Regions from separate parts of the Sus scrofa genome. Here region 2 is linked to region 1. The links are chromatin contacts, called in public Hi-C maps. All regions are on one chromosome and are shown on one strand. The core of a region is the stretch at or near the end of the contact, and the rest is flanking DNA. Distances in the headings are between cores, read along the strand shown. Region 1 holds the start of CDC14A (dual specificity protein phosphatase CDC14A). Region 2 overlaps CDC14A (dual specificity protein phosphatase CDC14A).

Region 1 (5,916 bases), core at 2,443-4,942:
TGCTACTTCTTATTTCTATGACCTTGGGCAAGTTATCTAACCTCTCTGTACCTTGCTCTCATCATCTGCACACCAAGGGTGCTAACTGTAGCTGCCTCAAAACTGTTGTGAAAGTAAAATAAATGGATCATTGTGGAGCACCTAGAAGAGCATCTGGCATGCATTTAAATGCTCAACAAGGAGTTCCCGTCGTGGCACAGTGGTTAATGAATCCAACTAGGAACCATGAGGTTGCGGGTTCGGTCCCTGCCCTTGCTCAGTGGGTTAAGGATCCGGCGTTGCCGTGAGCTGTGGTGTAGGTCGCAGACGCGGCTCGGATCCAGCGTTGCTGTGGCTCTGGCGTAGGCCTGTGGCTACAGCTCCGATTCAACCCCTAGCCTGGGAACCTCCATATGCCGCGGGAGCGGCCCTAGAAAAGGCAAAAAGACCAAAAAAAAAAAAAAAAAAAAAAAAAAAAAAAAACCAATGTAAACTGGATGGGTCTCACCGGCAAGTCTTTCTTTACAAGAAATGCAGAAGACTCAATACAAAAAGAATGTGACCTATAGCCCTATCCTAAAATACTAACATTAAAACCACACCCAAGTTTTTTCTCATCTATCAATATTAGAATCAAAAAATCACTAAGCACTGTGTTTAGTTGACTAAATGTAATTTTCTCCTAGATCTAGCAATCCCAAGAGAAGCAACTTAGACCTCAATGCCTGGAACTTGTTCAATGACACCTTAACCTCTGGCATGTCTCTGAAGAATTGAACATAATGGCGTCTACACAGTCCCTACCCTCAGACTCACGAGAGGTCCCCAAACCTTAACACTCAGAAAAATAAAGCCACAACAATGCGCATTCCCAACAAGAGAATGAACACTCCATAAACACTGCTGGCGGTGGCAGTGACATCATCCAGGTACACAAGGTCAGGGAGCAGCCAGCGAGTACTCCCTTCAGTCTAGGAGCAGAGCTGTAATCTGACACCAGGGATTCAGACCTCCTGGCTGTACCAACTCTGGGCTTTCAAGAGCAGCAGCAAAGGGCTCTTTCATTCTCACTTTCACTTCAGCCATTCAAGAAACATTCCCAGCACCACTAAGAGAAATGTCCTGAAGACATCAGTTTCAAGAATCCCCACGATGAAGGGACAATTAAAGACTGTTTTCCCTCAAATAAAAGATATGCTCTTGAAGGTCAAGAATACTCTCACTCTTCCAATGCCTGGTGGTACCCACAAATCCTCAGGCAGAACTGCCAGAAAGCCTCTGAAGAGGACAAGTCCCAGAAAGCTTGCTAGAGTGACTCTCGTTCATTTAGCAATGCTCATTTAACTGCACATTTCGTTAAGACAACAAGAAAGTAAAATTAAATGTTTGTTAGAATATACTGGACTACTCAGACACCAGCTCTTTTAATAAGAGGACACAAACAAGTTAATTCAGCCTTCTTATTCCTTATTACATGTTGCTTTTATTGAATAGAGATTTAGCTCTCTTTTAATTAAATTTGTACTATACTACATAATGTCTTTTCCCTGTGGTTCAAAGGTTACTACACTATAGGATATCTTTTTCCTGTAGCTCAACAGTCTTTCACAGAAAACAGTTCCCTACTTGTATCTTACACTCTCAAATCCTAATCCCACAGAGGCAAAGAAACCAAAGAAAGTAAATTAGCAGTCCTAATACCACTTCCTCAAAGGCAAAAAATATAATACTCTGAAGCTTGGGGCACTCAAATAAAACAACTGAATAATTTAGCCCACAAGTAAAATCCTACTCATAGATGGGACTTGGATACAGCTACCTCCAGCTAAGTGCGCCCCACTTTCCAAATATGAGCTGCACGAACAAAAACATCCTGGGATACAACAGAAGCCTTGTGAACTGCAAAGTTGAAGCACCTGTAAGACACACACTGCCCTATACTCAGCAGGTGCTCCATAAATACTCCATGACTGATTGCACAAGCCAATGACACAATCTGGCAGGGACAGAGGGTGCGTCTCCCGGTCCTGCTCTGGGGAGCGTTAGGAATCTACACTTGCAGTCTGTTGTGGTGGTAGGAAGAATTAACATAGACAGAGGTCTAAAAGGAACAGGGTGATGACAGGTTCAAATTATGTTAATTTTCCGTGCACCTCTCCCCAAGCATCTGAGCCTAAAAATGTGGTATTGTTACCTGCACCACTGGGGGAAGGTGAATGAAACTGCCATGAAGGTGTATAGTGTTTCCAAGGCAAAGAGCCCACAAGCTAAATGGTTGAGGAAAAAAAAGGAAGAAACTTACTTTTCATAGACCAGCTCCTCATCGATGGAGAAATAGTGGGTATTTACTGTACTTTTTGGTCTATTCCTTAAAGTAGCAAAATATAACCGATCTGAAAGACAAGTTTAAAAGACAGGACAAAACATGAGAAGCAGGGAAGCTGGGGGGCGGGTGCTAATACACCAGGATCAAAATAACTGCTAGCCATTATTTAAAGACCCCATTAACACGTGGGATTCTTGCAGAAACCTGATCTCTCCCAGAAAACGAGAGACCCCAGAGCACACACGTTAGAGGAGAGAGAAGAGGATCTGACTGAGGGACTACTTGGGGGGCAGAGCTCCCACATCCCTCTTGTTTCAGGCCAACGGGAGCAGGTAGAAGCTGAGGGTACCCGTAGAACTGGAGGTGCAAGTTGGGTTCAGAAATCTCCAGACCTCGGCAGCTGCGGAAGGAGAAGAGAGAGGCGAGCCTCTCCTCTGCAGCTCCGGAGACTTCAAGAAGAGGAAGGGAGGAGGGACAAGGGAGGTGTGGTTGGAGGTGTCCCGAAAACTGAGCCCAGCAATAGGGGGATAAATGCAACGGAAAGGATCCCCCGGAGCAGAATCCCCACGAGCCGCTGCACGCAGGAGCCCGGCAGAGGCCGGCGCTGTCCCATTCCCGGGCGGGGGAGGCCTTCCGAGGGTGCTGCAGAGGGAACCAGGGACGCAAGAAAGACAGAGAAGCCGGAAGCTGAGGGTCCTCGGGGAGAGGATAGAACCGGGAGGGGACAAGAGCGCGCGCGGCAACTGCTGTACCCTGGGGGCCCCAGGAGAAGCTGGGGACAGTGGTTGGGACAGAGAGCCGAGAAGTGAAGAGTTGGGGGAGAGGGAGGGGTGGAGGATGCGGGGCAGCTGCTTCTCACCTTTCATGAACTCGCAAGCCCCGATTAGTTCCCCTGACTCCGCTGCCATCTTAAGCGAGATATGCACGGTGGAGGGCTGGGTCGTGGCCAGCTGAGGTCACCCGCCCCCGGGGGCTTCCCCACTGCTCGGGAGCTAGGAAGCTTGCAGTCCTGAACAACGAGCCCGCCAGAGAGAGGGAGCAGGCGCCGAAGGCGGAGGCGGCTAGGGGGTCAGCGCGCCGGGCGCCCCGGGGACATTCCGTGGGGAACCCGAGCACGCTCCAAGCGGGGCGCACACGCCCCGGGCTGTGGCCACTCGGATTCGGACCCGGCTGCTTTCGCTGCTCCGCCGCCGCCGCGCCTGGGAAACGCAGACCAGCTCTCACGGCCGGGCAAAGTCTTCCCCCGGCTCCCAGAGTGATCATGGAGGAGAAGACGTCTGGCCCCGATCGCGCCCGTGGCTACTCTTGCGGCAGCGGGCAGGACTCTGGTGCCCGCCGGCTGGCAGCAGCTGCTCCGGCTCCTCCTTCGCCACCTCCTTTCAGCAGCAACTCTTCCTCCTCCTCCCCCTGGGTCCGCCCCCAGACCTTCCTCCCCGCCCTCCCTCAATCCCCTCCACTTTCACGGCTCCGCGGCCATCCCTTAAAGGGACAGCCCCGCTCCTTTCTCCGCGCTGGCTCCGCGCCCCAGTTACCAGGCGCCCCGCGGGTCACTAAGAGCCGGTTGCTAAGGCTTTGTTGCCGTCCACCAATTGCTGTACGGGAAACGCGGCCCTGGGCCCAGAGGAGCCGGGCGGGGCCTCTAGACCAGAAACTTATGAATGAAACTGTGGATTGGGAGTGGTCGCGGAGGGCGCTGCTGCTGCCTCGCAGGCAAGGATGTGCCCGCGCCCCTTCGCTTTCTGCACCAAGTCTTCTTCCCACTCCTGATTCTTCGTCTTTGTCTCTCTCATTCTTTACCTCTCTCGCCCCACTCACCCTTGTTCTAAACTCTGGCATGCGCGCGCACGCAAACCTCACACTTAAAGATCTCAAGTCTCCAAGCCCCACTTTACCTATATAGTTAATATTTCAACCAACCTCCATCTCCACCACTGATGGATTTCTATCTTTATAAAAATAAAATTAAAAAAGAAGCCCTACCTCCTAGCTTAGAAGAACACCTACTGGTTTCCTCTACACATAGTGGACTCTGAATTAACTTGTGCTTTGTTCTCGTGGGGTAAAGCGTTCCCATCCGGCTCCCCAAGTCCTCTCATTTGGGTCGCCACTGTCGGCGCAAAATCATCACAAATGCCTAACCTTTATAGTGCACTGGTCCCAGGCGGGGGCGGGGCGGAGGAGCAAGGCCAGCCGGGTGTGGGGGGAAGTGGGAGAGGGAGCGAACCCGGGAGAGGGCCTCCACGGGGGAAAGTAACACAAAAGAATTTCTTTACGCAGTCTCAGCCGAAGCGCTGCAGGGAGTGGTTCATCTCAAAGAAGCCCTTGACTTGTTTCTGCGAGGCCTCTCGCACAGCTTTAACAACTATCGCTGGGTGTCCTACCGGCGTGCCTAATTAGAGGGCAGTCCCTTCCATATGAAAATGGCGCTACAGACCCATCATCGGAAGAGCATGCGCTCTCAGTGGAGTCTCCAGCAACAGAACAGGATTGTGCCAGCCTTCCGTTTCGCAGTCACTTGTTTACCTCTTGGAGGGAGGGGGCGCGCAAGAGTCGACCGCCTGAAGCCGCGCTCTGACGCCGCCGAGTAAAGTTCAACCCTCTGGTCTTAGCCTGCTAGACTATCCAGAAAGCTAAACCTCCACAGAAAATGATGAATGAATATCATTTAGATATTCCGAAAAAAATATGCGGAACATCTCAGTGATTCTAATCAAACAAACCTATGTAAGGTAGTTAAAAGAAAAACCTATCCTAACACCCAAAGCTTTAAACGCTAAGGCAAGAACCACATAAACTTAAAGCTGGAAGAATCACTGAAGACGACCTCCTGCCATCATCCCCTAAATCTTCCCACGAGAAAAAGAATATCTCAAGACAGTTTTTAAAACCGTGTAAGTCGTCAAAAGATGAGTTGTAGTAAGTGTTCCACTCTGAGATGCAGCCCCCAGCCACAGCCAACAAATTCTAAAGAACCAAGCTCTGCTAAATGTGTTGTCCATATTCAACGATTAGTTGAATTTTGCGTTATATTCCCCCAAAGCCTTGTGTCAACAAGCATGTTGGCCAATTCATACTTTGTTGAAAAGTTCTACGATTTTATATGTGAAACTTACGGAAAAGCAAAATATATGAACGTCTAAATAAACTTGCCCACTTTGCTTAGAAAGCTAAATTAATTCAATAATGGCACTCTATTTCCAAATTTGATGATTAAAATTCATGTAGAATCTAAATTCACTTTTAAAAGTTCCTAACAACCTTTCATCCTAGTGTTGTGTTAGAAAAATTGCATCCAAAAAAAAGTCATTCAACACAAACTTTTAATTTTACTAAGTAGTCTAATGAAAAGACCGCTAATTCTACATTTTCAGAGAAGGCAGATTTAATCAAACACCTCTTGTTATTTTCCAAAATAAATTTACAAAAACATTTTCTTTCATATAATACTGCTTAGAAATTTTGGTCATGAGAAGTGAATTATCACATGAAATAATATGTCTTTAAAATTAAGAACTCAAAAAAGTTTCTTTTTCCTCAGCATATTTGTAATAGTAGTATAATGAAATTTGTGAAGTTAATAAGATTCTTTTTTTAAGTTGCAAGAAAGGAAA
Region 2 (5,916 bases), core at 1,848-4,347, 95 kb before region 1:
ATACCTATGATGATGATGAAAGAAGAACACATCTAGACTAGAAGTTTCAAACTATGTCCCCTCGGAAAACTAGTGTTCCAGCTCTATGGCCAGATAGAGCTATTATGTTCACAAGTGGTATTTTTTTTAATGTCATGCACTTCTTCCATAAAGTATGTTTAAACCTTTGGTGCCTAACATTCTTCTAGGAAATGTTAGGTGGAAAAAATAAATAAGCAAAATATAGATATTAATGAGAAAACTCACATAGCCGATTGTATTTCATTCCAGTGGATTTTCGCTTTGCTTTTTTCCCCCCTGAATATGTATGTATGCTCCTAGCTATCCATATACTGTAAGTAAGCAATTTAATTACTGTCAGCTGAAAAATTGTTCCTAGTTGCTATGATGGAACCAAACAGATCAGTATAGTGGAAATGCTTAGGAACCCTGCTCTGGGTGGGGCATCTTCTGGTTTCCTCCTGTCAAATGGAGATAACAATAGCACCACGCCTCCTAGAGTTGTGAGTGCACTGAAGGAGATGATGCTGTGATCAGCTGGTAACCAGCACACAATGAGGACTGAATGAACGACACCTGCTGTCACCGTCGTCGTCGTCATCATTCAACATGATGTTCCCCAAAGAGCAGGACCTTGGTGTGTATGTAGCACTCCTCCACCACCCAAAAGATGAGGACCACTGACAGAATTCAGCCATCTACTTATCGTTTTGACTAGTCCGTTTCTCAGATTCTTCTCTGTTAATGGGGTCAGGCAAAGTGAACACCCTCGTTAACGGCAACCTAAAATTTTGCTAGTTTTAATACACTGATTATCGTTCCACTTACTAAACTCTAATATTTAGCACACTATGACTAAGTTCAGTTTTTTAAACTAATAAATATTCTCTGGCAAATAGTACCAAAAGAAAGGATTATCTGAGGAAATTAAGAAATTAAAGAAGAGGAGCTGAAATAAATTTTGGAGGGTAAAGTAAAGAAAAACCTACCATTTTCAATTTTGCTTTTTGGATGTGGTCCACTAAATGCTAAAAATTTTCCTGGAACAATCCAGTTGAAGTCACCATTTTCAACTCGCTGGGAGAATTTTGTGAGAAAAGAGAAGAAAAATATTTTATAATTCTTATACAATTTAGGAAACCCTTACAAATAAAACTGCTTTTCATTCTATTAGTATTAGGCTAACTGGACATACAAGAAGACAAAATAATATAGCTTAAAATTAAAAAAAGCATGCATCTGATTCTCAAAATGATGTTTATGAATTCAATCTGCTTCAGAAAAATTTTTATTTAGACTGTAAGAAAAGTTTAGAAAATGTTATTTAAATTGGAGGCACTTTGCTGCAAAAATTTTGTCTCCTGGCCACTCTGCAATGAAATGAAATGAAAACGAATATTTCTTGTCCCAGCAACAAACAATGGGAAATAAGAGAAGCCAGAAAATATAAACACGTTCCATGAACATGGTAAACATACTTTAAATAATGAAAAAAAACCCTATACATATCAGACTCATGATGAATACACCTCCATTTTTGTTTTTATTGGCAAATATCTGTTGTCGGTGCTGATTTTCAGACTGGGAAAAAGAAGGCAGGAGTAAGGGACAGAGGCTCATTAAGTCCTGGGGCGTATCGCAAATTGGAGTCAGCCAAGTCTATTGCAGAGGCCGAGTGCTCAACAGCTGCAAGGGTCAGGCAAGAGATGTAAAGGCAAATCTCCTCAGCTCTGGCCGATTGACCACAGGAAGCTGATTGAATATGGCCACTCTTCCAGTTGGACTTTCATGTAGAATCTCTCTGTATTTGAAATGTTGACTGATTTAAATTAAGTTTTTAAATACTGGAAAACCAAATAAAATACATCTATCAGAGGATTTTGATCACCAGCTGTCAGCTTCCGGTCCACACACTCTAGCATCCTCAGAGAAAGTCTGAAGACCATGGGACAATGGGGCAGGGCTGGGGTACCCAAGACTTTGCAGGTAAATGGGATACAGTTGTGTGATGCATCACAAAACGTATGAATCTCTTCTTCCCGTAAGCACTGATCTTCAGCCCACCCCACCACCAGACACAGCCTCTAGTCTCCAAGACCCCACCTCCGTGGCTCTGCATAGATGGTCCCAGGCAGGGAAGGAAGGCAATTCTTTGCTGGGCCAAGATTACCACGTAAAAGTCTCTCTCCTTCACCACATGGTACAGACCTCAATGGTAGGAATCTGTGTCAAATGCAGAGTCTAAAGTCTACACTCTGCTATAAGAGCACATAAGTATTTGCTAAATAAATTGGAATAATGCCACTGAGGAAATCTAGAGCCTCTGATTACTTACACTATCCTTTAGATTTGATTTCCACGAAAATCAAAACTTAGCTGTACCATTTTCCTGTTTAAAATGCAAATGTTTCTTTCTAGTCAAAAAAGTAACAACTGAAACTTTACATGACACCTCATAAATGTCTGAATTGCATTAATCTAATATTAACAAACATAAAATCTCCATGATCCCCTAAATAAAACTTTAGAGATGCTATAAGTGTTATAATTAAACATGCCAAATTAAATCTCGAGCATAGCTACCTAATTAGAACCATTTGAATAGAGAATCTAGTATGAGAGTTTCCGTCCTGGCACATCGGAAACAAATCCGACCAGGGACCATGAGGTTGCGGGTTTGATCCCTGGCCTCGCTCAGTGGGTTAAGGGTCCAGCGTTGCTGTGGCTCTGGCATAGGCTGGCAGCTACAGCTCCAATTAGATCCCTAGCCTGGGAACCTCCATATGCCTCGGGTGCAGCCCTAAAAGGACAAAAGACCAAAAAAAAAAATCTAATATGCAACTCTTTTTGATAATTAACATATTCTTGTTTAAATAAAGCAGTCTCAGATTAATGGCCCAATATCCCTCTCAGGTAATTCTTAAGCTTAAAACATTATCTAAAAATTCTAAAGTAAAAATATGTACTAATCATCAAAAAGCTAAATCCAATTATTTATGAACAGTTGAAGAAAACAGGTTTCTATGTTCACCATTCCAGTATTCTTGACCACAAAGCAGGCCCTGATAAATACACTGGGCTACGTCTATTTATTTGGATTATAGACATGTGTTTGGTTAAAGAGTAACCTTTTATAGTCAATCATAGGGAGAGAGGCAATGGACTTACTACAAGAACCAAAAGAATATGTTTGCAAATCTGCCTACCCCAAAAGATAAACATTAGATAATACTGGGCTATATATTCAGTAGCTTGGATAAGGTTGATGGAGTAAACAAAGAGACTGAGGCCTTAGATCCAAATCAGAACAAAAATTAAGAAATTACAGCTTTTAACTGACTCATACAATCTTACTTTGGTAAACCTCCAAAATTAATATCTGTGTTTCTTTCAAAGTGAATTATACAGATGTTAATATTTATCATTAATAGAATATTTAAGATGATACGAATTGGTTTTTCTAATTAAATGTGTGTGTGCGCGCACGCGCGCGCACACACACACACACACACACACACACACTCTTCCAAGAAACCTAGGAACTAAAGGTACTTTCCAACATTACTACATTTTATAAATACACATCCAGGCATGGATGAGGTAAGAGAATGTTTTTACCTCTCCCAGTTCAAAGCCTATAGCCTACCAAGTTCTATGCAGAAAAACCACACATGTTCTTTACCACAGGAAAACCCCAAAGTAAAAACCTGAATTCTTAAAACTGATACATTTACGAGTTAAATTCAATTTACTATAGGATCCTTCAAGCTACAAAAGGTTCACCAGATTTCTTTGGAATAGCTAACTCTCCTGGTGTATTTATTGATTGACTGACTGTCTTTTTTTTTTTTTTTTTTTGGTCTTCCTAGGGCTGCACCCGTGGCATATGGAGGTTCCCAGGCTAGGGGTCTAATCGGAGCTGTAGCTGCCGGCCTACGGGACAGCTACCGCAAAGGCAGATCTGAGCCACATCTGTGACCTACACCACAGCTCACGGCAATGCCGGATCCCCAACCTACCGAGAGAGGCCAGGGGTGCAACCTGAAACCTCATGGTTCCTAGTCGGATTAGTTTCCGCTGTGCCACGATAGGAACTCCCTCCTGGTGTATTTAAAATGTAATTTGAAAAAAAAAAAAAGAAATCCAAGTTTCTTACAAAGTATTAAAATTGAAAAAATATTAAAAATAAAAAGTAAATAAAATATAATTGGACTTGAAAACGTAAATATGTATAACTTCTAAGAAATAAATCTGTGCCATGAAGGCATGTCTCTGTTGTAATGATCACAGATACATTTTTCAGTCCAAACAATGTAACAAAGAATAAGACAGAAAAGACAGACCTTCAAGTTGACAATATTGGATTGGTTCCCTTATCAACAGATGTGTTTTCTAAGACAACATGGATAAACAGTTTTTAAGCACAATTCGACATTCATTAAAACACTTGCTAAGCCTTTATTATATGCCAAGGACTATAACTTAGTATTGCACATAAAATAATATAAAGCATTTCCTCTGTGCTCTTCAGGAGTCTGAAAACTAGTGACAACAATAATAATAGCAGCATTTATATCCCACAGACTCTGTGCTAGGCATTACTCTATTACATGCAACTCATTTCATCTCTAGAGCAACTCTTTATCACCATCTCCCTTTTACCCACTGCTATAGACCGAATGTTTGTGCTCCCGACCCCACCCCCCGCTGCCAAATTCCTATGTTGACACCAAATCCCCAGTGTGCTGGTATTAGGAAGTGGGCCCTTTGGGAGACGATCAGGTCATAAAGATGGTGCCCTTATGACTAGCATTAGTGACTTTAGAAAAGAAATCCCAGAGAGCCCCCCTGTGAGGACCCAGCGAGGGTGTGGAAGAATTTGGTCATTTATTAAGCAGGAGGAGGGCCATCATCAGACATCAAGTCTCCTGGTGTCTTGATCTTGATCTTGGACTTCCCAGCCTCCAGATCCATAAGAAATAAATGTCTGTTGTTTAAGGCACACAGTCTACAGCATTTTGCTAGAGCAGCCCAAACTAAAGCACCCATTAAAGAAAAAGTTGCATTAAACTTTGACAAGTGCTATAATAGAGGTACATAAAGGTTTAATGGTGGCACAAAGACTATTTTAAAAATAGTACAAGCCTTTCTTATTCATTAAAAAAGTGCCTTCTTTATATTTCCTTACTTCTAAAACAATAAAATAGGGCTGACAGGATAGTTGTGTGACATAAATGCAAATAAGCTATCATAACTGGCACTTTATGAGTTTAAAGCAAAGTAAATATTTGAGGCATCAAACTAGATGAAACTACAATTGAAACTACAATTAAGTTGCCTTGCCATTTGGCTTTAAATAATAATCCAACTCTGGATTATGACTTTACATTTGCTTTGGAGAGAGACAGCGTGGTAGAGGGAAAGAGGGGTGCCTCGTGGGAGGTTGTTTCACCTCTGCTAGCACAGCTGGGTGGGGAGGCAGTGGTGGCAGAAAACATTTAAGAGGCTGTTCCCACGCCCAGCCCAGGGACGCACCCTGCTGATGTACCTGCAGGGAGCAAGAATGCAGCACCCGCTGGCAGGTACCATCCCAGGGCTTGAGACATGAAGATTTGAGCCATCGGCACATATGTGGTTGTCGAAACTTGGAATCAGTCCCTTCACTCATGGAGAATGTATTAAGCCAGAAGTCCCAGGGCCCTAGAGACCTGCAGCATCTCAGGTGGGCAAAGGGAAGAGAAAGGCATTGCAGGAGACAGACAGCCAGAGACGGATGGAGGAGGAAAACAAGCAGGAGACACAACTACAGAAGTTAGGGAAGGAAAGTCAGTTTCCAGAATCCGAGAGCAGCCGCAGAGTAAATCCAGTAGAAGACCAAGCACAACAGTTCAGTTTGGTTTGGTTTGGCTTGGCTTG

What was found. Hi-C and Micro-C count contacts between places; a contact is called where the count stands out from the background.
Region 2: a contact with region 1 is called in a Hi-C map of liver, with 2.1 times the contacts expected there. A contact is called at or near these places in 2 of 5 promoter capture datasets (fetal liver and liver), 14 of 47 Hi-C or Micro-C datasets (blood, embryonic fibroblasts, epiblast stem cells and 6 more) and 2 of 2 datasets of targeted methods (alveolar macrophages and skeletal muscle).

What each region holds. Positions count from the first base shown.
Region 1 is chr4:117,800,876-117,806,791 of Sscrofa11.1, forward strand. It overlaps CDC14A (dual specificity protein phosphatase CDC14A), which reads right to left and starts at 3,693. Exons shown (of 16, transcript XR_002343573.1): 1 at 3,165-3,693; 2 at 2,282-2,372.
Region 2 is chr4:117,706,819-117,712,734 of Sscrofa11.1, forward strand. It overlaps CDC14A (dual specificity protein phosphatase CDC14A), which reads right to left. Exons shown (of 16, transcript XR_002343573.1): 8 at 990-1,077. Among named protein-coding and RNA genes, the nearest start is that of GPR88, 86 kb to the left of the region's middle.